Regions from separate parts of the Mus musculus genome. Here region 2 is linked to region 1. Evidence: chromatin contacts called from public Hi-C data. All regions are on one chromosome and are shown on one strand. Each heading gives the region's core, a stretch centred on a gene start, on an enhancer-like site or on the middle of the called end of the contact. The rest is flanking DNA. Distances are from core to core; before and after follow the strand shown.

Evidence for each region. Hi-C and Micro-C count contacts between places; a contact is called where the count stands out from the background.
Region 2: a Hi-C map of the G1E-ER4 cell line shows a contact between it and region 1, with 2.9 times the contacts expected there. The contact joins two enhancer-like sites. A contact is called at or near these places in 4 of 484 Hi-C or Micro-C datasets (the G1E-ER4 cell line, the HL-1 cell line, the HPC-7 cell line and 1 more) and 3 of 115 datasets of contacts at active chromatin or transcription factors (CD8 T cells, bone marrow-derived macrophages and effector CD8 T cells).

Annotation. Positions count from the first base shown.
Region 1 is chr17:71,212,690-71,217,917 of GRCm38.p6, reverse strand. It overlaps Lpin2 (lipin 2), which reads right to left. Exons shown (of 20, transcript NM_001357791.1): 2 at 2,754-2,954. The coding sequence starts at 2,945. Among named protein-coding and RNA genes, the nearest start is that of Lpin2, 32 kb to the right of the region's middle. Within about 2 kb of position 3,152, at least 75 of the 459 cell types and tissues checked have an H3K27ac peak or open chromatin away from gene starts, as enhancers often do. A contact at or near this core is called in CD8 T cells and the G1E-ER4 cell line, where this site is marked.
Region 2 is chr17:71,488,860-71,494,087 of GRCm38.p6, reverse strand. No RefSeq gene overlaps it. Among named protein-coding and RNA genes, the nearest start is that of Smchd1, 16 kb to the right of the region's middle. Within about 2 kb of position 2,922, at least 45 of the 459 cell types and tissues checked have an H3K27ac peak or open chromatin away from gene starts, as enhancers often do. A contact at or near this core is called in CD8 T cells and the G1E-ER4 cell line, where this site is marked.

The DNA of each region.
Region 1 (5,228 bases), core at 1,903-4,402:
TCAAATTCTAGTGATACTGTCTAATGGTGGTGACTCATTATTCCCTAGTTGTATTCCTAGATTGTGCTTTAGCCTTGTTCAATGTATTCAACTGATGCTAAAATGAGAAGATACAGATACTGGAGGTAATGAATGTCTGCTTTGATGTGCATCCTTTAGTTGTGAGTATCTCTGATACCTTCTGGGATCTGCCCATCCTTATTTCAGACTCTACATTTCAAGTGGATTCAGGTGAAGGTGAGGCTTTTATTTAATCCAGCCCAATGGACTTGTTCCATTCCAGCGACAGTGACTAGCCTTGGATGGATGTGATCCAAGCATGAAGCCAGCACTTCTAAAGGCAATGTCTCTCTCGCCTGTGCTGGCTGAATTAATGGCAGTGAGCCTGGCAGCACTGGCTGCTGTCTGGCATGAGGAAGAACTCAGACAGAGGCAGAACTCTAAGGTGGGGAATCAGAATCCTGCCAGTGCCTTTAACCCCTCCCTACACCAGCACTGACTAAAGTAGATGCCCCTGGACTTTGGCCTAACTTTTCTGCTTATAACAGTAGGAGGGTAGGCTTTTGTCACCCATGCTGGGGACAGTTCCAATACATTGGGCATTTACTTCAATAAATAATCATGATACTGATTTTGTGAAACATTAACAAAACGTGTACTCTGAGTTACTAGATGTCACAAGAGGACTGGTCTTCTGTCAAACATGGACACGTCATAGGAAATGACTGCCTCTAAACAGCTGTTTTAAAGTAGTTATGATTTCAGGTGCTGCCACACGTGAAAATGTAGTTAATTTAAAAATCAGTGAACAGCTTACCCTAATGCAGAAAGGCCTGCGACAAGAGGTCAATGTAAGTCACCAGTGCGCCTATGACAGATAAAGCTCAAGTTTTACTTTCATAAGAAAGCTGTGTTTTGGTAAATCAAATGGACAGATTTCTTCTCAAATAGATCTCCTAGATTCTGGGATATGAAGGAAGGGAACAGGAAAGAAGAAATTTTTTCTTTTCTTGGGCCCTGTGTATTATGATCCTAAAAGTACTTGGGGTAGGGGTGGGATGTCTGACAAGGTATTTAACAGTTAATGGTTAATAAAACCACCCGTGTAACCTGGTAAAGAAATTACATCTCTAATTACAAAGTGCACAGAGAATACACACATCTGCTCAGCTTCTCACTTACACAGAGGACAAATGCCTGCACACATCTGCTGCAGCTCCACTCAAAGGCCAAAAGCCTGAGTCAACCTATCAATTAGAAACCTGGTTCCAGAGAACGGTGGGGGGCGGGTATGGTATGGTGGGAGAAACTTCTGAGAAGACCCCCAAAAGAAATTTTACAAACAGATCCTTGAACATCTATGGAGAAACAGCTCTAATATGAAAGTACTAATAGTGTCACTACAAAAACCACAAAGGAAACAAACACAGAAAGCACTAACTATGGCTAGACAACCCTGCCCTAGAGTAGAAGCTGCCAGGCCAAGAAGTAACACTGTAGCTGCTTCTGCTTTCTAATGGGATCAAGCAAAGGCTAGTCTGAAAAATCCAGTGGGAAATGATTTTATAACACCCAAAGAGATGGTTTCTCTTTGAAAAATAAAGTCTAGTTTTGGAAACCCACTTTCTTTCAGTTTCAAAAACCCAAAGCCTAAGTAGAGGGAGATGTATATCCAAAAAAACACCAGCAAAAACCTCTTTAACTTGTGCATGTTGGTCCTTCGGCACCCACCCTTCCACTGTGCTACCCAGTGGCAAAGTGCTCCGAAATCTTAGTAAGAGTTGCTGACATTATTATCACCATGTGGAAGACAATGTGGAAGTGAAAAGTTGCCAAATACATGCTCTACAAAGTTTTATCATTAACTCTGTTTTAAAACCTACCATACACACAATTCAAAAACCTTCTTATTGCCCAATACTTGAGGGAAATGATAATTTAAAAACATCCAAACACTGCCCCCCATTAAATGCAAAAGAGGAAAAATACAAACATTCAATTGGGGTGTTTATTTCTTTTAAATAAATATAATCTACACTTGATTACATGAGCTTAGTCTACCTACTCATAATCAGTACAACAATATTATCATATATGTTTGTGTGTATGTATCAATCAATCAATCAACAGGCTCTCCTGTGTCTCAGGCTGGCCTCGTGCACCTCTGCTATGTGGCTGAGCTGAGAATGCTCCTGTCCTTCTGTCTCTACCTCCTCAGTGCCTGCACAGGCTTGGTGCATGGTATGCAAATGTTTTGCTGACTAAGCTGTATCTCCAGACTGCATTATTTTATTTTTAGAGAGCCTTTTTTTTTTTTTAAACTGAGGATTTAAAGCATGTACATGAGCCACAGGGTACACGGGTCAAGTCACTGGATGACTTCTGAGTGTGTTCTCTTGTTGCACCCTGTGGGTCTCAGGACTGATGGAGAGAGCCTTTACCACTGAATCATCTTGCTGGCCCTACACTATTTTAAAGTGCTATATTAAATAAAGCAAAATTTCTTTTTCAAAATAAGCCCAACTTCCTCATTTGTAATTATCTCCAGTTTTGTTCTGAGTCTCTTCATGATTTCAGTTTCTTTTTCATTTGGAGAAACTTTCTATAAGAGAGTCTTTTGAATTTAGAAGCCAATTCAAAAGCAGTACCTATAAAGTTGGTTTCTTACCATGGTCTTCAATAGCATGCAAGTTTAAAAAAAAAAAAAAGAGTAAGAGGAAGGGGCCGGTCACCATGGTGACCTGTGCACTCACCACTTTCTCCTTGGACCTCAGGACACCCAGCTTCCCGAAGCGTACGTGAAAAGGCGAGCACTGGTAGGAGCCATCCTGCTGCCTCACCACGACCACATCGATGCATCCAGACAACGTGGCTTGGTTAATGCCCTTGTAGAGTTCCTTCACAGTGACGAGCACCTGCCCAGCCAGCTGGCCCACATAATTCATGGTTTGAGACTGAGAAAAGAAAACGATGTCAGCACTAACTTTGACAACTAACAGCAACGACATAAAGAGTTTGATTAAACATACACTCTGCTCTGCTGTCCAGAGCCCATTGCTCTCCTGCTGCCCCAGCTACATCACACATATGTCTCAGACTGGCAGTGCCTCTAAGTGGGGTTGGAGGCTGTGGAAGTTCTGTTTCCTTCCACACCCCAGGGTGGGGCCAACTGTCTTCATCTCCCTCCACCAACCGCTCAGGACCTGCAGTACTATGTCCACTCTGACCACAGGAGGCAAGGACAGGAGGACTGTCACCTCCAGGGGAAGCTTGGGATTTATCTTTGCAGAGAGACAAGGGATACAACTGAGAACCGAGATCTTCTGGTTCAGATACATCAGGTACATGCTGCGTCAAGCGAGCTGTGGTAAGCTGCGCCAAGACTAACACACGTACCATGACTTCAGAACCTCAACATGGCATAATGGGACATAACGTTTGTGTCCCACAATGTTCAGAGCACAAAAGGGGTTTTGGTTTCTCAACTTCAACTCACTACTCAAATCAAGATCACCAGAGCTCTGCAATTCAAAAGAGAGAGGGTACATCTAAATCTGGCTTCACCCCTTACCCTGACTCATCCACTGAAAAACCCAACCCACACCAAAACAAACCCATTAGTCCTCAGGCTGTCAGCTCTCCCTCCAGCGGGTGAACACACCATCACTCAGCAGACACCTTTATGTTACGTTAAAGCCAAATCCACAGAGAGTCCATCCCCTGGATGTAGGATCAGAAAAACCTCCAGCTTTAGGCTAATGCAGAAGTCAATTTTTATTGGACTCTAGGAGTAATGAGTCCAAACTATTAACTGCGCAGAGTGGCCTCTCTAAACCAGCTCTGGTTGCCCTAAGCTCAAGATTCCATATTTGCAAAGTTCTAGAGAGACATTCTGTGTTGTCAGGTAAGTCCTAGGTGGAACAGGGACAAAGTGCTGATCCCCTAAAAAAAATGAAGTGGACCTGCCAGGTCCCATCAGCACATAACTCAGCCTACTGGCCAGAGACAGTCAGTGCCTAAGGCAAGACAGACTCCACTCAACAGTCTATACAGAGATGACTGTAACCACAGTCTAGCTGTTGAGTAGCCTGAAGCATATAATCCTGATTATTCCCCTGGGTATTCCAAGGTTTCCAACTGCACATTCCAAAGAGCTTGCTTTGTGCAATGTACACAAGCAGCTACATTTACTACGATCTCCTAAGGTGGAGGATGTCATAATTATAAAGAAAATATGTTATAGCCATGAAACAATTATAAACAGGTGGCTTTGGTTTTAGGATGAGGATGGTTGCTTTTATTTTGATAGCAAGGCCAGATTAAGCACACATCAAATACTTAATTTTTGAAAAAAAAATTTTTTTGAGATAGAGTCTCACTGTACAGTCCTGGCTGGCCTGAAACTCAAGACATAGACTAGGTTGCTTCTGAGCACAGAGGGATCTGCCCACCCCTGCCTCCTGGATGCTGAGATTAAAGGTGCCACCACTCCTGACCAACCTTTCTCTCCAGGGTCTCTTTGTAGTCAAGATGGCCTAGAACTTAAGACAACTTTAGTCTCTAAAGTGTTGGGATTACAGGTGTGTGCTACTATATTTGACAATAATTATTTCTTGAATAAGGAAAGAACTATCAAATGAACTACCAATAAACAAGCTAAAACCAATAAACAGCTAAGAGTCATTACTGTACTATGTGCAGCAGAAATACTATTCCATCAGATCACTCATGGATAATCTCATTGTATTTTTTCTTTTTGAAATGGTCTTACTATGTAGCCCCAGCAGGCCTGGAATTCACTATGAGGACGCTACCGGCCTGGACTCACAGAGACCCACTTGCCTCTGCCTCCTGAGCACCACTATTCCTGGCTCATTATGTTTTTAAAGATTAACATTTCTGGATCCAGAGTTCAGAAGCGGCCTGGGCTGCATGAGATCCTACCTCTAATACAGCAAATAAACAACAGTAAACTGCTGTGAGATCAGTGTAGACCTTCAGAGCTCCAAGAAAGAATATGGCTGCCCCAAATCCTCTACTGAGCGTCCACTCAACTGAGTGTCTTTTACTTGGTGTTAATTGGGATGCACAAGCAAAATATCATAACAAGGACACCAACAATCGCAGGTAATGACGGAACACGCCAGGCAGCGTTAACGCACGCCTTTAATCCCAGCGCTTGGGAAGCAGAGGCAGGTGGATCTCTAAGTTTGTAGCCAGCATGGCCT
Region 2 (5,228 bases), core at 1,673-4,172, 280 kb before region 1:
TTGGGAAGAGAGGCCCATTGGTTGTGCAAACTTTATATGCCTCAGTACAGGGGAACGCCAGGGCCAAGAAGTGGGAGTGGGTGGGTGGGGGAGCATGTGGGGGGACTTTTGGGATAGCATTGGAAATGTAAATGAAATAAATACCTAATTAAAAAATAAATAAAAAGTGATTTTAAAAAAAAGAAGAAGAAAAGCCGGGCGTGGTGGTGCACGCCTTTGATCCCAGCACTCGGGAGGCAGAGGCAGGCGGATTTCTGAGTTCGAGGCCAGCCTGGTCTACGAAGTGAGTTTCAGGACAGCCAGGGCTATACAGAGAAACCCTATCTCGAAAAACAAAAAGAAGAAGAAGAAGAAGAAGAAGAAGAAGAAGAAGAAGAAGAAGAAGAAGAAGAAGAAGAAGAAGAAGAAGAAGAAGAAGAAGAGAACCTTCAAGTTGATACTAATCTCCTGTAATACATGGTAGTGGTGTGGTAAGGGTAGGCTACCCCAGAGTACTTGTCTAGCCTGTCACACAGCCTTTGGTTTTGATCCCAGAACTGGGGGGGAAGAGGGAGCAAATCTGTTAAAGCAAACTTGCAGCCCTGAGGTCGGTGAGGGATGCTGGTCCACAGCACTCATTGAGGATGCTGAGAGCTGAAGGTCTGGCGGTCCTGCCCACCCGGAGATACATAGCAGGTTAACAGCAAAGTCTAGCCCAGGTTGGCCTCAAACTACCCACATAGCTGAGGATGGCCTTGAACTTCTAACCCTCCCACTTCCACCTTCCAAGTATGCGATTACACTTTGTCTCCATGTCCAAATTATGTGTTATGGAGACCAAACTCAAAGCCTGTTAGATGCTAGGCAAGACAGCTATTACCAGCCCCGCAAAAGCAAAACATTAATTAAAAGAGAAAGAAGTCGGGCATGGTACTGCATGATCCACCCTTCTGGCAACTGATGTAAAAGGATCATGAGACCCCATCAGAACTAAAGGGAAAAGGGAGGCGCAGGGCAGAAAGACACTCAGTAAACCATCACTCCTCATCACTAATTATCTAGGGCTAAAGAGTCCCTGAGCCACAGGCACAAAGTTCCGTGTACATAGATAAAGAAATGAGAATAACAGCTTTTGCTTAACATTTAACAAGTTTCAAAAGTATCCCTTCTTTTTCCTTTACTGTTTTTTGGTTTGGTTTGGTTTGGTTTGGTTTGGTTTGGGTTTTTTTTTGTTTGTTTGTTTTTGATTTGTTTGATTTTTGGAGACAAGGTTTCTTTGTTTAACAGCTCTGCTTGTTCTGAAACTCTCTTTGTAGACCAGGCTGGCCTGAAACTCACAGAGGGAGATCTGCCTCTGCCTCCTGAGTGCTAGGATTAAAGGCATAAACCACCATACCCGGCTTGACTGTTAAGTTTTATTTATTTATTTGTTTGTTTGTTTGTTTATTTATTTATTTATATTTTAATTTTTTATTTTTTTGTTTTTCGAGACAGGGTTTCTCTCTGTAGCCCTGGCTGGCCTTGAACTCAGAAATCTGCCTGCCTCTGCCTCCCGAGTGCTGGGATTAAAGGCGTGCACCACCACGTCCGGCTGATGGTTAAATTTTATCAAATAACTTGTAGGGATTCTAGGACATGGATTGTGACTTTTTTCTAAATATTTCCATATGATCACTTTCTCAGCCTGGGGCTGTAACTCAGTGGATAAGCACTTCCCTAGACCCTGAATTCAATTTGAAGTTCTGTCTGAAAAACAAAACATCCCTAGAATAAATACCATTTATGAAATTTATGGAATTTAGAGTCATGGTATGGCTCTCTGCTGCTAGATTTAACACTTGGGTTTGCTTGGATTAGTTGTTTATTATTATTAATAATGTGTATAAGTTTTTGCCTGCATGTATGTCTGACCCACATACATGCCTATGTCCACAGAGACCAGAGGATATTGGATCCTTGGAATTGCAGATGGATTTTAGCCACCTTACCCTTGCTGTGAATCAAATCTGGGTCCCCCGGAGCCATCTCTTCAGCTCTGTTGGTTTGTTTTTGAGGGATGGGTCTGGCAACTCATGGCTGACTTCCTGTCTCAACCTCCTATGAGCTAAGATTATAGATTCTAAGCAATAGATAGATAGATAGATAGATAGATAGATAGATAGATAGATAGATAGATAGATAGATATGCCCAGCTTTTTTGTTTTCTCTCTGAGGTGGAGTCACCCTATACTGTCCATGCTGGTCTCAAGTTTAGTGATCTCAGCTTTCCACTTCAGTCTCCAAGTAGCTGGGACTAAGTATTCTACTTTTTAAAATGTATCCAAAAAAGAAATAAAAGAAAGTAAAAATAAATAAATAAAAATTAAACTTCTCTAGGATAAAAGTCTTAAAATCTGGGAGTGATACTACATGCTTGTCATCCCAGAATTTGGGTGGCTAAGGTAGCCAAGATCTGAAGTTTGAGGCCAGCCTGGGATCCTGTCTTACACTTGCACGTGTGTGTGTGTGTGTGTGTGTGTGTGTGTGTGTGTGTGTGTGTGTATGCAAAGGCGGCCTGGAGAGAATTTAGACTGAAGGTAAATAACCTGAATCCCAGAGAACTTAGAGCAGCTTTTCTGCTTCTCAGTCTTAGGTAAATATTTTAGTGAGGCCTCGGGGCTAGTGAGCTGGTTCAGTGGGTCAAAGGTGCTGCTCTCCAAGTCTGGTAACCTGAGTTTGATCTCCAGAAACCACGTAGCAGTGGAAGGAGCAAAGCAGTTCTGCCAAGTATTCTAGAAATCAAACCCTTGTCCAAGAAGCTGAATTGAGCAAAATGGTGACATGAACAAAGCAAAAGAAACTAAATGTTATGCAACTTTAGCTCTCACGTCGCCAAGGAACATAACACTAACCCAGGGTACGGTGTCATGGGACAGGAAGATAAGAGTAAATGTGGGCTGGTAAAATGGCTGAGTGTGTGGGTCGGTGGGTGGATGGGTGGTTGGGTGAGTGGGTGGGTGGAGAACAGGATGTGCCAAGGCTGTGAAAGTCTGTAACCCTGGAGCTGCTTATCCTTCATAGACTCTCCAGCCTCGGAATGAAAGAGAGAGATAAGCTTTAAAGCAAGCCACTTCACCCACTAGAGCCTAGCAGGGTTAAAATACAACTAGAGAAAGTAGCCTGTAACGGCTCATTGAGGGAAGGGAAGAGTTAGGTGATCTCTCCTGAGAAAGGACGAAAACACAGCCTGTTCAGGAGCCAAAGAGGCCACCTCATGGGGCTGGAGAGAGAGCTCAGTGGTTAAGGGCACTGGCTCCTCTTGCAGAGAACTCTGGTTCAGTTCACAGCCTTCCCATGGTGACTCACAACCATCTGTAACTGCAGTTCCACGGGATCTGACACCGACTTTAGGTCTCCACAGGCACTGTGCACACATGGTACACTTACATAAATGCAGTGCAAACATTCATACACACAAAAATAAAACTTTTTTTTTAAAAACAAGGCCATCTTGGAGAACATTGGGGGTTCTCTATCTTTAAAAAGAATATAGCCAGTTGTACATATCTGTGATTCCAGCACCCCAAAGGCTGGTACAGGAGGATATCCCCCAGTTTCAGTCCAGCCTGGACTATATAGTGAGACCCTATCTCAAAAAGCAAAACAAATCAAGAAAATACAAACCACAGGAGATTAAGCAGATGTGTAAAATATTTGTTGTGTAGGCACGACGACCTGAGTTCAGATCCCTAGCACCCTCATAAAAAGCCAGGCATGGTGGGGTGTCTCTAACCCCAGTGCTGGGGGTTTGGACAGACAAGTGGATCCTGGAGCTGATTGGCTAGTCCACATAGCTCATCTGTGAGCGACAGATCCAGGAGAAACCCTGTTTCAGAAAATCTGATGAAGAGAGATAAAGGAAGATACCTCCAGTGGGCCTCTGACCTCCATGTGCCTGCACACACGTGCATGAACACAAACATGCACACAAAAGACTCAAACAGCAGTGTGCTACCAGAGGGATGAACGAATCCTTTATTAGGAAAACAAATCCTTTATTACTGTGGTGATTTGAATAGGTATGGCCCCCGTAGACTCATGTCTTTGAATGCTCGGCCTACAGGGAGTGGCACTATCAGCAGGCATGGCCTTGTGGGAGTAGGTATGGCCTTGTTGGAGGAAGTGTGTCACTCTGGGAGCAGGCTTTGAGGTTTCCCTATGCCCAAACTACACCCAGTGTGGCAGACAGTCTACTTCTGCTTTGTGGAGATCAAGTTGTAGAACTCTCAGTTCCTTTTCCAGAGCCGTGTCTGCCTGGATGCTGTCATGCTTCCTGTCATGATGATAATGGACTCAACCTCTGAAACTCAGCCAGGCCCAATTAAATGTTTTTCTCTATAAGGGTTACCATGGTTACGGTGTCTCTTCAGCGTCACAGGTAGAAAAGTATCTTCTCGTAGTACACTCAGACCCTGAATTGCCTCCTACCTCCTCCTCCAGACTGCTGGGATCACAGGCATATAACACCAAACCTGGTTTATTCAGCATCTTTGGAGTGCGTCGGCTTTGAATGTGAAATGTCCCCTTGGAGGATCATGTGTTGAATGCTTGGTCCCCAGCTGATGGTGCTGTGTGGGAAGGTGATGGAAGCTTTAGGTGACACCTGGTTGGTGGAAGTATGTCACTAGAGTGACAATGGCCATGTAGGCTATACCTGGTGCCTTCCTACTGTTTTTATCACGAGGTGACTTAGCTTCTGCCACACGGCATTCAGGAGTAAGTTCAAGTTTAGAAGACAGGAAAAGAATTCCAGATCATTTCTTCCCCAACACCTTCATTCTTTCCATCATGAAAGAAATGCAGAAAAGTGTTCTCTTGAATGTTTAATTTTCAGGAGAGAAGGAAAAGATGTTGGATTGAGTTAGGCTAGACCTGGAGTTGACTAAGAGAAGGGGAAATGGCTAATCCTGGCATACCAGGTGACACAGGGATGGAAGGGGCCAAACAGGGAGTAGGGGGTGGGAGCAAGTCATAGATAAAACAAGTCCAGGGGGCTGGAGAGATGGCTCAGCAGTTAAGAGCACCGACTGCTCTTCCAGAGGTCCTGAGTTCGATTCCCAGCAACCACATGGTGGCTCACAACCATCTGTAATGGGATCTGATGCCCTCTTCTGGTGTGTCTGAAGAGAGCAATGGTATACTCATATACATAAAATAAATAAATAAATCTTAACAAAAAACAAAACAAGTCCAGAAGCTCACAACCTGCG